Linked DNA regions of Mus musculus: region 2 is linked to region 1. Evidence: chromatin contacts called from public Hi-C data. All regions are on one chromosome and are shown on one strand. The core of a region is the stretch at or near the end of the contact, and the rest is flanking DNA. Distances in the headings are between cores, read along the strand shown. Region 1 holds the start of Fut9 (fucosyltransferase 9). Region 2 has its middle 36 kb from the start of Gm42263.

Evidence for each region. Hi-C and Micro-C count contacts between places; a contact is called where the count stands out from the background.
Region 2: a contact with region 1 is called in a Hi-C map of uterus, with 2.6 times the contacts expected there. The contact joins the enhancer-like site here to the promoter of Fut9 in region 1. A contact is called at or near these places in 4 of 39 promoter capture datasets (embryonic stem cells, hippocampal neurons, liver and 1 more), 2 of 484 Hi-C or Micro-C datasets (both in uterus), 2 of 115 datasets of contacts at active chromatin or transcription factors (a colorectal cancer cell line and embryonic stem cells) and 2 of 9 other capture datasets (adipose tissue and liver).

Annotation. Positions count from the first base shown.
Region 1 is chr4:25,796,119-25,802,637 of GRCm38.p6, forward strand. Fut9 (fucosyltransferase 9) reads right to left here and starts at 3,885. Exons shown (of 3, transcript NM_010243.3): 1 at 3,471-3,885.
Region 2 is chr4:25,886,589-25,893,107 of GRCm38.p6, forward strand. No RefSeq gene overlaps it. Among named protein-coding and RNA genes, the nearest start is that of Gm42263, 36 kb to the left of the region's middle. Within about 2 kb of position 3,858, at least 2 of the 459 cell types and tissues checked have an H3K27ac peak or open chromatin away from gene starts, as enhancers often do. A contact at or near this core is called in uterus, where this site is marked.

The DNA.
Region 1 (6,519 bases), core at 2,635-5,134:
TATACTCTGGAAAAACAGATACAGTATGAAAAGAGTAAGCCCGGAATCCAATTCTGAATCTGGTAATTACTTAGGAACCTTGGGTAAATCATGATTCAAATAACAGAAGCAGAATGCCCTTCAAATTCTCCCATCCACACCTAACTTCAGTGTCATCCATTTGCAATAAAATGAATGGAAGTGGGTCTCCAGTAGCCACAAGCCCCAGCACAAAATTTAAATGTCTTTTGTCGGTTTGAGCTTTCCTTTTGTCATTTTGAATGAGTGATTCCCAGTACAGCCCAGGTTAACTTTGAAAGGATATCCTTCCAGTCTCAAGTCTCCCAAACACCAGAATTACAGGAATGAAACATGAGACTCCATTATGTAGAAGTCATAATCACACGTCCTCAAAACCTGTGAGACTGTGGTTGAGACAGGAAGCTAGCATAGAAATGATCACTCTTTGTTTTCTAAGAAGGCTTGTTGTTAAATATTACTGTATATACTGAAGCTAAAAAAAAAAAAAACCTACAAAAAAAAGCGCTTATATAATGACTTGCTATCCATTCCATTGGCTGCTTTTTCAGCTAAGAAAATGTTTGTGTTTTAATATACAGACTTTTGTGAATTAAATCATATGTAAATGTACATAAAATCGAGTAAGATGTTCACCAATGTAAATTCGCCAGCATGAGATATTTACCTCCATCAAACATTGTAAATTTAAGCATTAGTTTATACATTCCTTGTCCAAAGTCTTGGTTTTAAATTTGTTTAGAACTCAGTTCACTTAGACAGATTACATGAGTTTGCCTTTGCATCTCAGATTCTAGAAATAATCACTTCATAAAAAGGAGAAAATGTTGTGTTAGTTTTTTTTCCTAAAAAAAAAAAAGGAGGCTTCTGAAAAATCACATTGGGAAACAGCTACTACCTAAAACTTTAGGGATTGTGCTCAGTTATCGTCATCTGGGTAAGTTTCAAGCTGGTGGTCACAGGTTCTTTATTTTCACCCCATGTTCGTCATCTCCCTCAGCCTTTATCTCTTCACCTTACATTCTCAGTAAAACCATGCATGGACTAAAGGCAACTTGTTGATGAAATTCCTGTGTCATTTACACAACTGCTAATCCCCTTTGCCAAGGCAAATATTGACTTTACACCTGTCCTCTTGGTAGCAATGTAAAGAAGAGCATCACACACTCACCAATGCACCATTCCAATACTGGTGTTCCTGTCTCTTCATCTGTTATATTTGATGATTTTGCAGAGTCTTCCTAACTACAGGACCTTTAAATCCAGAAGGGTTTTGACTTCTGTATAAGAATCCATAACAAGAACCTCTGCTCTATTTTATGAGAAATTCATTTTCATGTTCATAGATGATTCTTAGGCAGTGTTAATATTTTGACATAAACTACAATGCTGTTAGAATGCTTTGATCTCAACTTCTGCTTACCACAAAAACAGAGCATTCAGCATTACTCCAAGCTCTGCTTCGTTCAACTGTGACGTATCTATTCAGTGAAGACTCATTATTGCTGGATATACTGTACATACCAATTACCCTATTGCTAAACAAAATACAAATATCTCCAGAGGGAAATTTAAAAGATTCTTTAATTCATCTTCTAAGTCGCCTATTGTCCACTCGGCATGCCATATGTGAATGTCTGCAGCAGTTGCAAACTTAAATACATAGTTTTGAGTATTTTTCTTAGTCCAACAGTAAGGTTAATTAGGCAAATTTCTGTATTTAGGAAACCAACAGTAGTACACCTGGCCCTCGTGAATTTTGGTGCAGCTGAACACATTTGCTGAAAACCACTGCTGGTCACTTTGCTCCTGCCCTGAGACAAGGACTACCAAGAAAGCAAAGTGAAATAAAATGCTTGACAATGGGAAAGGTGGGATTTTAAAGGTAATCATTGGTAAACAAACTCATCGTATATTTGATCAAATTTCCCTTTCTATTTTATATAGAGGGAGAATCGCCTGTCCAAGAAGAGGACTGAAAACATCATCCTCTCCACCAACTGCAAACAGGAGAATGGCAAGTCAAGTCTCATTCCCCCTAAATTGCTTACAGTAATATCAAAACACTTATTCACACAGTCCATTCTTAAATAGGGTATTCCCCTTCAAAGTTTCTTACATTTCTTTGAATACTCCCAATTTTCCTTAAACATTAACCCTATGTTCACGTCTGTGCAGTAAGATGCCGCCACACAATATTTTACAAGTTGTTTGAATGTAAATCATAAGTTGTATGGGATCTTGCTTTTCACTACAGCACAGAGGAATCTTGAATACAAATTTTAGTATTTAAATCACCTCCTTTCCTGTTCACAGGAACCCTCCACTCCCCGTCAGATTCACTCTTTGAACACAATGCTTATTTTTGTTCAAGCTAACCACAAATGATAAGCCTGATTCCAGCAGGAAGGTCTGCTGCATTCAGGAAACTCATTAGGATAGCTAGAGACTACACCTACACCGCCCCTGAAGCGCGTGGTGTGGAAGTTCTCTGTACAACCTTCCGCTCTTAGGTCAATAAACACAAAGGAAATAAGGGCTTTAACTTATTGAAATTTAAAATCATAACAACAATAATAAAGCGATTGTAAACGGTATGTCTGGTTCCACCTCTTTTTAAAAAAGCTGCCTATCCTTAAAAGTTGCCGCCGAGATTTGGTGGCGTAGCTTAGGGAGATTCACAGCTGGACTGTGTAAGGTGCTCTGCTCTAAACCTGAAAAAAAGGTAGATTCTGTGATAACAGGTAAAATAATATGGGCCCTTCCTTGTGCTCAGCGGACAAGCCCTCAGACAAGAAGGAATCTAAGCGATGTAAATAGTTGGGCACTTTGAAACAATGACAAAAAGTTTAGTCCCAAAAGATTTCCTGTTTTTGTCCTCTTTCCATGGTTGATTATCACCTTAATAGCCCAGGTGCAGAGACACAATAAACAGAACACACCGCGTGTCAGTGTGGGTTTGGAGGTGAGTGTCAGAAAAGCTTCAAGACAGCATCATGTGGAAGCAATGAGGTCAGCATTCACTAAGTCTCTGAGGAGGAACGGGATGGCAGGACCAATGACTCTGTGGTCAGGCTTTGAGGGAAGGTGGGTCAGAGGAGGACTTTGTGGAGAAACCTAGGTCCGAGCGCTAGGCAGAAGACAGAATTCACAAAAACCTGGGGACAACAAGGGCAGCAATGACTCTCTTTGAAGTGACACCAGGAGAAGGCTATCTGCCCGGGGAATGAGGGTAGCAGCGGGAGGGCAGGAGGGTGACAAGGGACTAAGATGTACAAGCAGCTATCTCTGGAAGAGAAAGGGTTCAAGTTCCAAGCTGGTTGAGTTAAAACCAAATGTCCCCGGGGACCTGTGCCAGGAGGGTACCCAGCAGGTGGTCGGGGTGCCTCATCTAACGATGTACGGTGGGCGCTCAGTCCTGTGCCTGACCCCCTAGAGTCTCTGGTACTCACCGATCCCAGCGAGGGAAAGCTCCATCCAGGGCGCGGGAGGGCAGCGCGGCGCGGGCGGGACGAGGGCTGGCGGTGGTGGCGGCGCTGTCCTAGTAGCGTAGCCGGAGTCCGGGGGTAGCCAAGAGGCGAGAGCGGCGGCGGGGTCTCAAGGCACCGGGTGAGGAAAGATCCAGGGCTCCAGAGCTGCAGCGCCCCGCGCGCTCTCTTCCCATCTCCCGGGCTGCCGAGGTTGCTGCTGCCCAGAGCAGCCAGGAGAGGGGGAGGGGAGCAGGCACGCGGCAGGGAGGGAGAGCAAAGAAAGCAGGGAGGGGGGAAGGGATGCGCGAGGGGAGATGGAGATGATCACCGAGAGTTGGGAAGAGAAGGGAGGAGCATAGCAGCCGGGTACAGGTTCCCACCAGAGGAGCTCCAAAATGAGCCTGTGGGTCTTGCCCCAATACCCTGCCGCTCCATGCTAACCCCCTTCGCGCCCTTTCCTTTGGCTCTTCCTCCGGTGACTGTGCCTGGGAGTACCCACGCTCGGCTGCGGATGCAGTTTCAGCAAGCCACCGCGTGTGTTGAGTCGGGAGGCTGCAGAGACACAGCATTGCTCTCCAGGCCTGTGGCACCTGTGCGCGCACACATAGCCACTGGTTCCATTGCTGCGTCTCCGATATGCAGACTCTTAGTCTGCCACCCTCCTCCACTCTCCTTTTAGGTCAAACTGTGGACTTGCAGCAACCGCTTCTGTCAGTTCCTTATTGCTGTCCCCCACCCCCACCCCCCAGGCGCTATTTGGCACGGACTGTCCAGCCAGAAGGCGACAGCAGGGAGCTCAATGCAGGCAACCTTCTCCAGTCCCTTGTATCTGCTGCCTGTGTTTGTTCTTCACTGGGGTTGACCAGCTAAAGTCCGGGGTCAGGTTGGGGGGTGATTAAAATTAAACTAAAATAGGAGGGGCAGATTGTCTGGAACCAAATTCTCAGTGATTTGGGAAGGTTGTAAATGTGAAGGGCAGTGTTGTGCTCAGAATTGACTCTTCTCTGTAAGCAACATTAAAATATAAATTCATAGGTAGATAGACACATAGAAAGATAGATGGATAGATAGATACATGGATGGATAGATAGAAAGACAGAAAGAAAGGTAGGAAGGAAAGAAGGAAGGAAGGAAGGAAGGAAGGAAGGAAGAAGGAAGAGAGAGAAAGAAAGGATAGATGGATGGATAGATAGATAGATAGATAGATAGAGCTCCACTTTGCAAAGTTTTTGTTTATTTTGTTGGACTACAAGTCAATCCTCGAAATTTACTTTTAGACTACGATTCAAATACATATAGAAAGTATATTTAGGGGCTCCTCTTACACTCAAGAATCAAGGAATAAATTCACACATTTAGTAAATATAACGACAATCAGAGTATCGCTGACTGATTTCTGTGAACCTTGATTTTGTTTCATAATCTTCGCATTCTGATTGGAAATAGGCAGCAGACAGGAAGCAAGTGGATGATGTGTGTAATGATACAGGTAGAAAAAGTAGTCTAGTTAAACTCTCTTCAAATGATACAGTAAGTATCCCTGTACTTCTTAGCAGAGCACTGGAGAAAGGAAGTTCTGGGGTGTGTGTGTGTGTGTGTGTGTGTGTGTGTGTGTGTGTGTGCATGTGTGTGTGTGTGTGCATGTGTGTGTGTGTGTGTGTGCATGTGTGTGTGTTGCATGTGTGTGTGTGCATGTGTGTGTGGGTGTGTGTGTGGGTGTGTGTGCATATGTGTGTGTGTGCATGTGTGTGTGAGTGCATGTGTGTGTGTGCATGTGTGTGTGGGTGTGTGCGTGTGTGTGTGTGCATGTGTGTGTGCATGTGTGTGTGTGCATGTGTGTGTGTGTGTGTGTGCGCGCGCGCGCGCGTGTGTGTGTGTGTGTGTGTGTATGTGCACCAAGCATGTGTCCATGGGCTCACACTGCTTTTCTGAATGTAGAAATCTTCATGTGCTAAAGGATCTTAGTCTCTAAAATAATTTAGACATTTTACTTTACATAATTATGCCTTATATAACAAATGTACTCATATTAAAATAAATGCTTTCTCAGTTATGAATGCAGTGTGAAAAACATTTTTACTGCAACAAGTCAGCCTTACATATTATTGAAAAACTTCTATCTCTTCCTGTATTGTTTTACTTGAAGAAAAATAAAAGTTAAATTTTAGTGATAAGTTACTATTTGACAGTGTCTCTAACTTGTTAGACTCTTTCATGTTCAGCATGCATGCCAATGAAAACATTTGGTTTCATGTCTTTTTGATGATCAGAATAAGAGGACCATCTATTCAGTAAGGGCCAATGGGCCAGACGCCTCAGCTTCTAGAGCACATGTTGCTGTGTCCAGCATGTACACACAGCAGTACACCAGGTAGACCCACCGATTATTAATCATTTAAAGAACATGGAAAGGTAATGATTGATGAAGCATAATATCCCACTCAGCACTCTTACTCAGAGATGAATCATGAAGTTTGCAAATGGCAGTAACTGTTTAATTAATTGTGGTTACTGAGAATTAATAAAGTACAAACTTCCAGACAAAGGGGAGAGGGAATCACATGGGCAGATTTACATTTTAAATGTAAATAAATAAAATAACAACAAAAAACAAATTTCCTCATATATGATTAGGATATCCCCGACTTTAATGTAGTGATTTATATAATTTTCATATAGTTGAGACTTTTGGGCTTTCATACAATATATTGTATTATTAACCCCTACCTCCTAAATCCTTCCATAATCTAACCCTATCCCCACCTCAATTTCATATCCTTTGATTGTGTTTTTTATAAGTGTAGTAGTTTAAGTGAGAGGAACCTCCTTAGGCTAATAAATTTTGTTGGGTTCCAGTGGTTGCAACTATTAGGGGAGAATTAAGGAATATGACCTTGTTAGATGAGGCATGTTAGTAAGGGTGGGCATGAGGTTTTAAAAAAATCTTCTACCATCTATAGTGTGCTCTCTGCCTCTTGCCTCTAGTTTGAGATGGTACTGGATTTGAAGACACAAAGTGGTCATGGAGAGC
Region 2 (6,519 bases), core at 2,608-5,107, 90 kb after region 1:
AAATTGTTTTATAAAACTACATCAACTGATTTTTTTTTGTCAAGTGAACGTTCCATGTACTAAAATTCAAGCACTATTTGTTTCTGATTGTTCTGTAGGTGACCGAGTTTGTTGGGCATTGCTAAGTTTGGTTGGTCTGTGACATCATGTGATGGTATTTCCATCATGATTTGAATTTTCTTGTTGCTTTTTATTCTTCAGATTCTTTCAGATGAATTTTTTAAAAATATTAGTTATAAATCTTGGTGTATTGAAAAAGAATATGGTTTTACTTTTTAAAATGGAATCTAACTGAGTTGGGGTGGACATATTTGTTCTAAGTGACTTTTATGGTTTCTTACTTAACTTTTAACTCAAACCTTGAAGTTACTGTGCTGCTGTCCAGAGCAGCGTCATATCTGTTTTAGCAGCTGACACCATGAGACTGCATGGAGGCTTCTTGTAGTTCAGTCTCTCATAGTTCTGTAATGATGTTTACATTGCAAACCCTGTTTACAGTGTAAACTGGTTTGTGAACTTTGAAGGTGAGCCAAGGAATTCAGTTACAGTTCATGAGATCTCTCTTGATTTCCCTCAACTCCCTCTCACTTCTTCTCTGATGTTGTAATTTCCCCTTGAAGCAAAAATTTGCAATTTCTTTTGGAAAGCCAGTTATGTTCGATGGTGTTTAGGTGGGGCAGACACATGAAGGGATGCTTTTCTGAAGCACACAAGTGAAAGGATGTTTTGCTAAGACAAACATGTAGAAGGATGCACAAGAAAGGATTTTTAGCTAATGACACACACATATGGATTGGTTCACCTTACATTGCCTTGATGAGCTCTGTTTGTTGTAGCTCCATATCCTGGGATTCAGGTGTATTGGCAGAATGTCAGCTGATACAGACTCACACAGAGCTTTGCCAACACAGAATTACTCCCATGATAAGGCAAGACTCATGAGAGGACATGTGGTGTTTGGAGGGAGTATAAATAGGACCCAGTGAAAAGTAAAGAAAGACTTTACACTAGTAAAGGTAGCTTTACAAAGTTTTTTGTTCTCAAGTCATACCTTCACTGAGACAGTCAGAGCAGAGAACTTCTCCTGGCATCCCAGATGGTCCTAATCGCTTCTGATAACCTGATAACCTGTGCCATTTGGGCTGAGGCCTGCCTATTTTTATTAGGTCATGCCATCACTGTTGATTCCTGTTTGCTATCCTGAAATTCCTCAACTGGGTTGCTGGTATATGTTTGCTCCAAAGAAATATTTCTAAACAGGTCCACTTCCCCTGCATCCTAATAACCTATCCTTTCCACTACCTCTGGTGGTTGATGAGCTAGAAGGGAGGTGAAAGCATTTAAGAACCCCCACTAAAAGTAGGCTTTAAAAATGTAAGTAACATTCCCCAGTCACTTTTTAAGTCTCCAAGGCAGGTCCTGAAGGTGTGTTTGCATTTAAGACTTAATAGGCAGAGAACAGGGCATGAAAAGCAAACAGGTTTTATTTCATGCTTTTGAAACCTCAGCTTTTTTCTTATGGAGGAGTTTCCCTCCCTTAGAGCTGGTAGGTCCTGCCTGGCCACTGTTTAGCACAGACCACAGACCAGCACGAGGTTGCCCTTGCTACTCTCCCAACCTAGCCTTATATACAAGCTGGAAAATGCTGAAATTAAAGAAAGATAAAACAAGAAACACTAGTGATAATTTTTTCTTGTCATTTTAGATTTCAATAGTGTCAGTTTGTGATTGCGGTAAAAAGAATATTTTGCAAGAAGTTCTTTTTTTTTTTTTCTTTCCATTTTTTATTAGGTATTTAGCTCATTTACATTTCCAATGCTATACCAAAAGTCCCCCATACCCACCCACCCCCACTCCCCTACCCGCCCACTCCCCCTTTTTGGCCCTGGCGTTCCCCTGTTCTGGGGCATATAAAGTTTGTGTGTCCAATGGGCCTCTCTTTCCAGTGATGGCCGACTAGGCCATCTTTTGATACATATGCGGCTAGAGTCAAGAGTCCCGGGGTACTGGTTAGTTCATAATGTTGATCCACCTATAGGGTTGCAGATCCCTTTAGCTCCTTGGGTACTTTCTCTAGCTCCTCCATTGGGAGCCCTGTGATCCATCCATTAGCTGACTGTGGGCATCCACTTCTATGTTTGCTAGGCCCCGGCATAGTCTCACAAGAGACAGCTACATCTGGGTCCTTTCGATAAAATCTTGCTAGTGTATTGCAAGAAGTTCTATTTCGATGTATGTATTTTTGAATTGTGGCTAGTTTTAACACATGTTAGGTAACACCAAAATAGATAGAAATAATTGCCAATTAGTGATTAATTCTTTCATATTTTAAAATCTGAGACTTCAGTTGTTCCCTTCTGATTTCATGTACATTTAAAGATACCATATCGCTGATCCAAGGACTCTGCTCAGAATTTGAATAGATGTTTTCTGGTAGACAGAATCATACTTATTTATCTTTTTCAGATTCTGAACACTGTAATTTTCAATAATTTTAAATTTCCAGGGGTTAGAAAGAAAGAAAACTGTGTTAAAGGGTAGTGAAGTCAAAACCTGAGTTATTAATGACAAAACGAATCTAGCTGGGGGAAGAGATTGCAAATTATGTACAATAATAGTAATCAAGTGAAAATTTTACTCTAATTTTAATTTTAAATCATAGATATGTTTTAAGTCAGGCTTATAGATTAAAATACTCTGAAATGGGGCTGGTACAAAATCAGGTCATTATAAATAGAATGGTTTCAAATGGCAAAGAAACAAAAAGGTTTCACAGTTGATACATATGACAATTTAGACAATGGCTTTCACAAAAGTCTATGGGTTTTCATATGTCTTAAGAATTTATAGTCCTAGGCCAATAGGGTAGTAATCTCAATTTGGCTCATAATACTAGATGCTAATCACGTGGTCTAGCAGTTCCGCAGCAGTGATCATGTAAAATTGTTTACGATTACTGCAAAATAGACTCTATTGGGAATACAGAAACTCTTAGGATTAACTTAACAGTACAGATATTCTTCAGAGTGGGTTCTATATTAAAAGCACCTCAAAACTTTAAAGTGCCCACTTTGTTCTTGGCTAGTGTGTTTTGGAGTGGATGAAAGGATAGAAACTATTTGCTAATAGGTCAGCTTTCAATATTTTATCTGTGAAATGAGACAGTCATTTTAATTATGATATTTTCCTTTTGGGGGGCGGGGTTTGAGACAGGGTTTCTCTGTGTAGCCCTGGCTGTCCGGAAACTCACTCTATAAACCAGGCTGGCCTTGAACTCAGAAATCCACCTGCCTCTGCCTCCCAAGTGCTGGGATTAAAGGCATGCACCACCACTATCAGGCTATTATGATATTTTCAACACATGAAATCATGTTTCTCTTGCATTCTAGTTGTCAAAAAGAAGAAATGCTGAGTGTTATATAGCAGATAACTCTGACACTGAGTAGAAAGTGTATTTTCTGTAGAAAGACAGGAAACAAGGAAGTCAAAAGTTCAATTGTTTTCCAAAAAGTTCCTGAAACTGACCAGATATATTATTTGGACAAATCCTCTCTAAGAATATATAAACAAATGTTGAGAGTCATTCTTAGACAAGCCACAGAACAAATACGTTTTCTAGACAAACCTGGGACTGCATGGAGCTCTCTGGAAGAAACAAAGACCAACTGAGCTGTGAAAGAAGCTCAGACCAACTGTGCCATCTGAAAAGCACAGTCTTTAATCTGTTGATCTATTCATTTGGGCAGTGAAACACTCTCTTGGTTCCCAACTTCTGTGAGCTGTAACTAATGCTGGGATGGGTTTGGTTATGTGGCTATCTTTGAGACAATCTCTATTCCTGTAAGTAACCCCTCATCCACCTTTATGTAAGCAACTCCCATAAATCTCTAAAGTTGACCTCTGCCAGTCTCTGAACATTGGATTGTTTTCATTTCTCTAGCTGAGAAATGTTGGCTTTGGTTCATGTCTCCCAGGAACAGTTTGTAATACAATATAATTGGCAATTGAAATGGAACAAAATAGAACTAAAGTTGAATAGCAGAGGACTGAATGCATGGGTCTTGAAGCTATGTGTCTCATGATAGGAAACTACTGCTGGCAAGCTTGAGGGAACAACATCCATCTCTGTGGGATGGGCTAGCATGCCTATTTGATAAATGGAGCCCACTGTGCAAAGAGTTAGTTGTCTTGAAAACAGTTAATGATTTGGAGGAAATTTAGTAAATCTGGGGAGTAGTGGACTAGGTTCGAAATTATCAGTAAGCATGGGCTGGGGGCAGTTGCCTGGCCATTCATGCGATTGTAAGGAATAAATTAGAGGCTGAGATAATGGCTGTCTTAGTGCATGTTGTATTGCTGTGAAGAGAAACAATAACAACAACAACTCTCACTAAAAATAAATGCGTTTAATTGGTATTTACTTACACTTTCAGAGGTTTAGTCAATTTTAATCATGGTGAGGAACATGGCATCATTCAGGCAGACATGGTACTGCAGAAGAAGCTGAGAATTCTACAATGTCAAAAATGGTCACACTTTCTCCAACAAATAGTGCCACTCTGTAAACATTCAAATACAAGAACCTATGGGGAGAATTCTTATTCAAACCACTACATTTCCTCTCTATCCCCATAGCCTTGAAGCCATATCAAAATATAGTAGACTGTGGATGGGGACTTTTGAAGTCAGACTGCATACATTTTTGCATTTTGATATGACTGTTTAAAAGTCCAATGCTCAAAGTCTCTTCTGAGACTCATGACAGTCTCCCAACAGTAACCCTCTGTAAAATCAAAACAAACAAACAAAAAACAGGAAAAAACAAAAAAAAATCAAAACCAAACCAAACCAAAATGATAACAAAACCACAAAATGATAATAAAAACAAATATCAAATCATATGCTTCCAAAAGTACACATTAACAGTACAACACCATTAAAAAAGAAAGAGAGAGAGAGAGAGAGAGAGAGAGAGAGAGAGAGAGAGAGAGAGAGAGAGAGAGAGAGAGAGAAAGAGAGGAAGAAAGAAAGACATACAGTGAGGAAATACTGGCCCAAACTGAAGAGCAAACTTCAAATTTTGCATCTTCATGTCTGATGTCAACACACTCATCTGAGCTCCACTTTCTTTCAGTTTTGTTGACTGGGAAGGCACTTTTCTCTCTTGGGTTTGTTCCACACCCTATTAGCAAGCTCTCCTAGTCATGTATCCCATGACCCTGGCATCCTACATCTAAGAGGCACAAACATAACCCTGACTTCATTTTCACACCTTCATATAATGACATTTCTGAGCTTCCATTCAGGGACACTCTTGACACACACCTGGCCTCAGCAGCTTAGGTGAAAAAGGAAATTTCACAATGCCTTTCTTTTACCTTTGACTCTGAAATCAGAACCACAATGCTGAATCTGCCAAGTTCTGCTGCTTGATGGGGCTAGACGTTGTTCCTTCTTCTATCCTCCAATTACATTTGCATCAGCTTTCTGTTGTTCATGGTTCCCTTCACTGCTTAAACTTTCCTTTAATCCTTTATACAAGTTGGGGACTTGGCTGAATTGCTTCACACCCTGAAGTCACTGCTGACCTTTATTCCAGTTAACATCAGTTAACAATAATGTTCTTTAAGGTTTTTATCTCCTTGAGTATTGGATTGCACCCTATCCTCACCTTTTCTGGCACTTTTTCTCTCCTTGTATTATGCATTTTATATTTCTCCGTGCTCCAATTGTACCTTTTCATTGTAGATCTATAAGATTGACTGCTTATAACCACATGATATATTCAATACTAGGCTGTCTTAAAATTTTCTTCACCAATATTCAAACAAAACTCTTGGATTTAGCCCCAGGCCGATTTTTACAACAAGGGCAAAAGGAAGCCACAGTCTTTGCCAACATTTCACAAGAATTATCTCTAGGCTACATATTTCCAAGACACAATGACACAAAATATACATTACCTTTACAAAAGAGGGAAAAGGGAATGTAGTAAGGAAAGACTGGACTCAAGTGAGGCAGAAAACCATCAGAATAAAATCCAAACTTAGTGGGGTCCATGTCTATCAAGGCCAGGCAGTGGATTGTAATGGTTTGAATAAAAATAGTCACTATAGGCTCATATATTTGAATGCTTGGTCAACAGGGAGTGGCTCTCCTTGAGAAATATCCGTAGCTGTGTTCTTGGTGGAGTCAGTGTGGCCTTGTTGAAGAAAGTGTCACTGGGTGTGTGCTTTGGAATTTCAAACACCAAGTACCACTGTCTATGTCCTACTGCCTTCAGATAAGTTTGTGTAACTCTTAGCTACTTCTCCAGTGCTGTATTTGCCTATATGACACTAGGCTCCTTCTCATGATGACACTGAACTACAGTTTTGAACTTATAAACAAACTGATGCTAAATGCTTTCCTTTATAAAAATTGCTGTAGTTATGATATGTCTTCGCAACAATAACATCCTGACTACAACAGTTGCCAAGCAGAAACTCATTTGAGTATTGAAATAATTGTAAAAAGAAA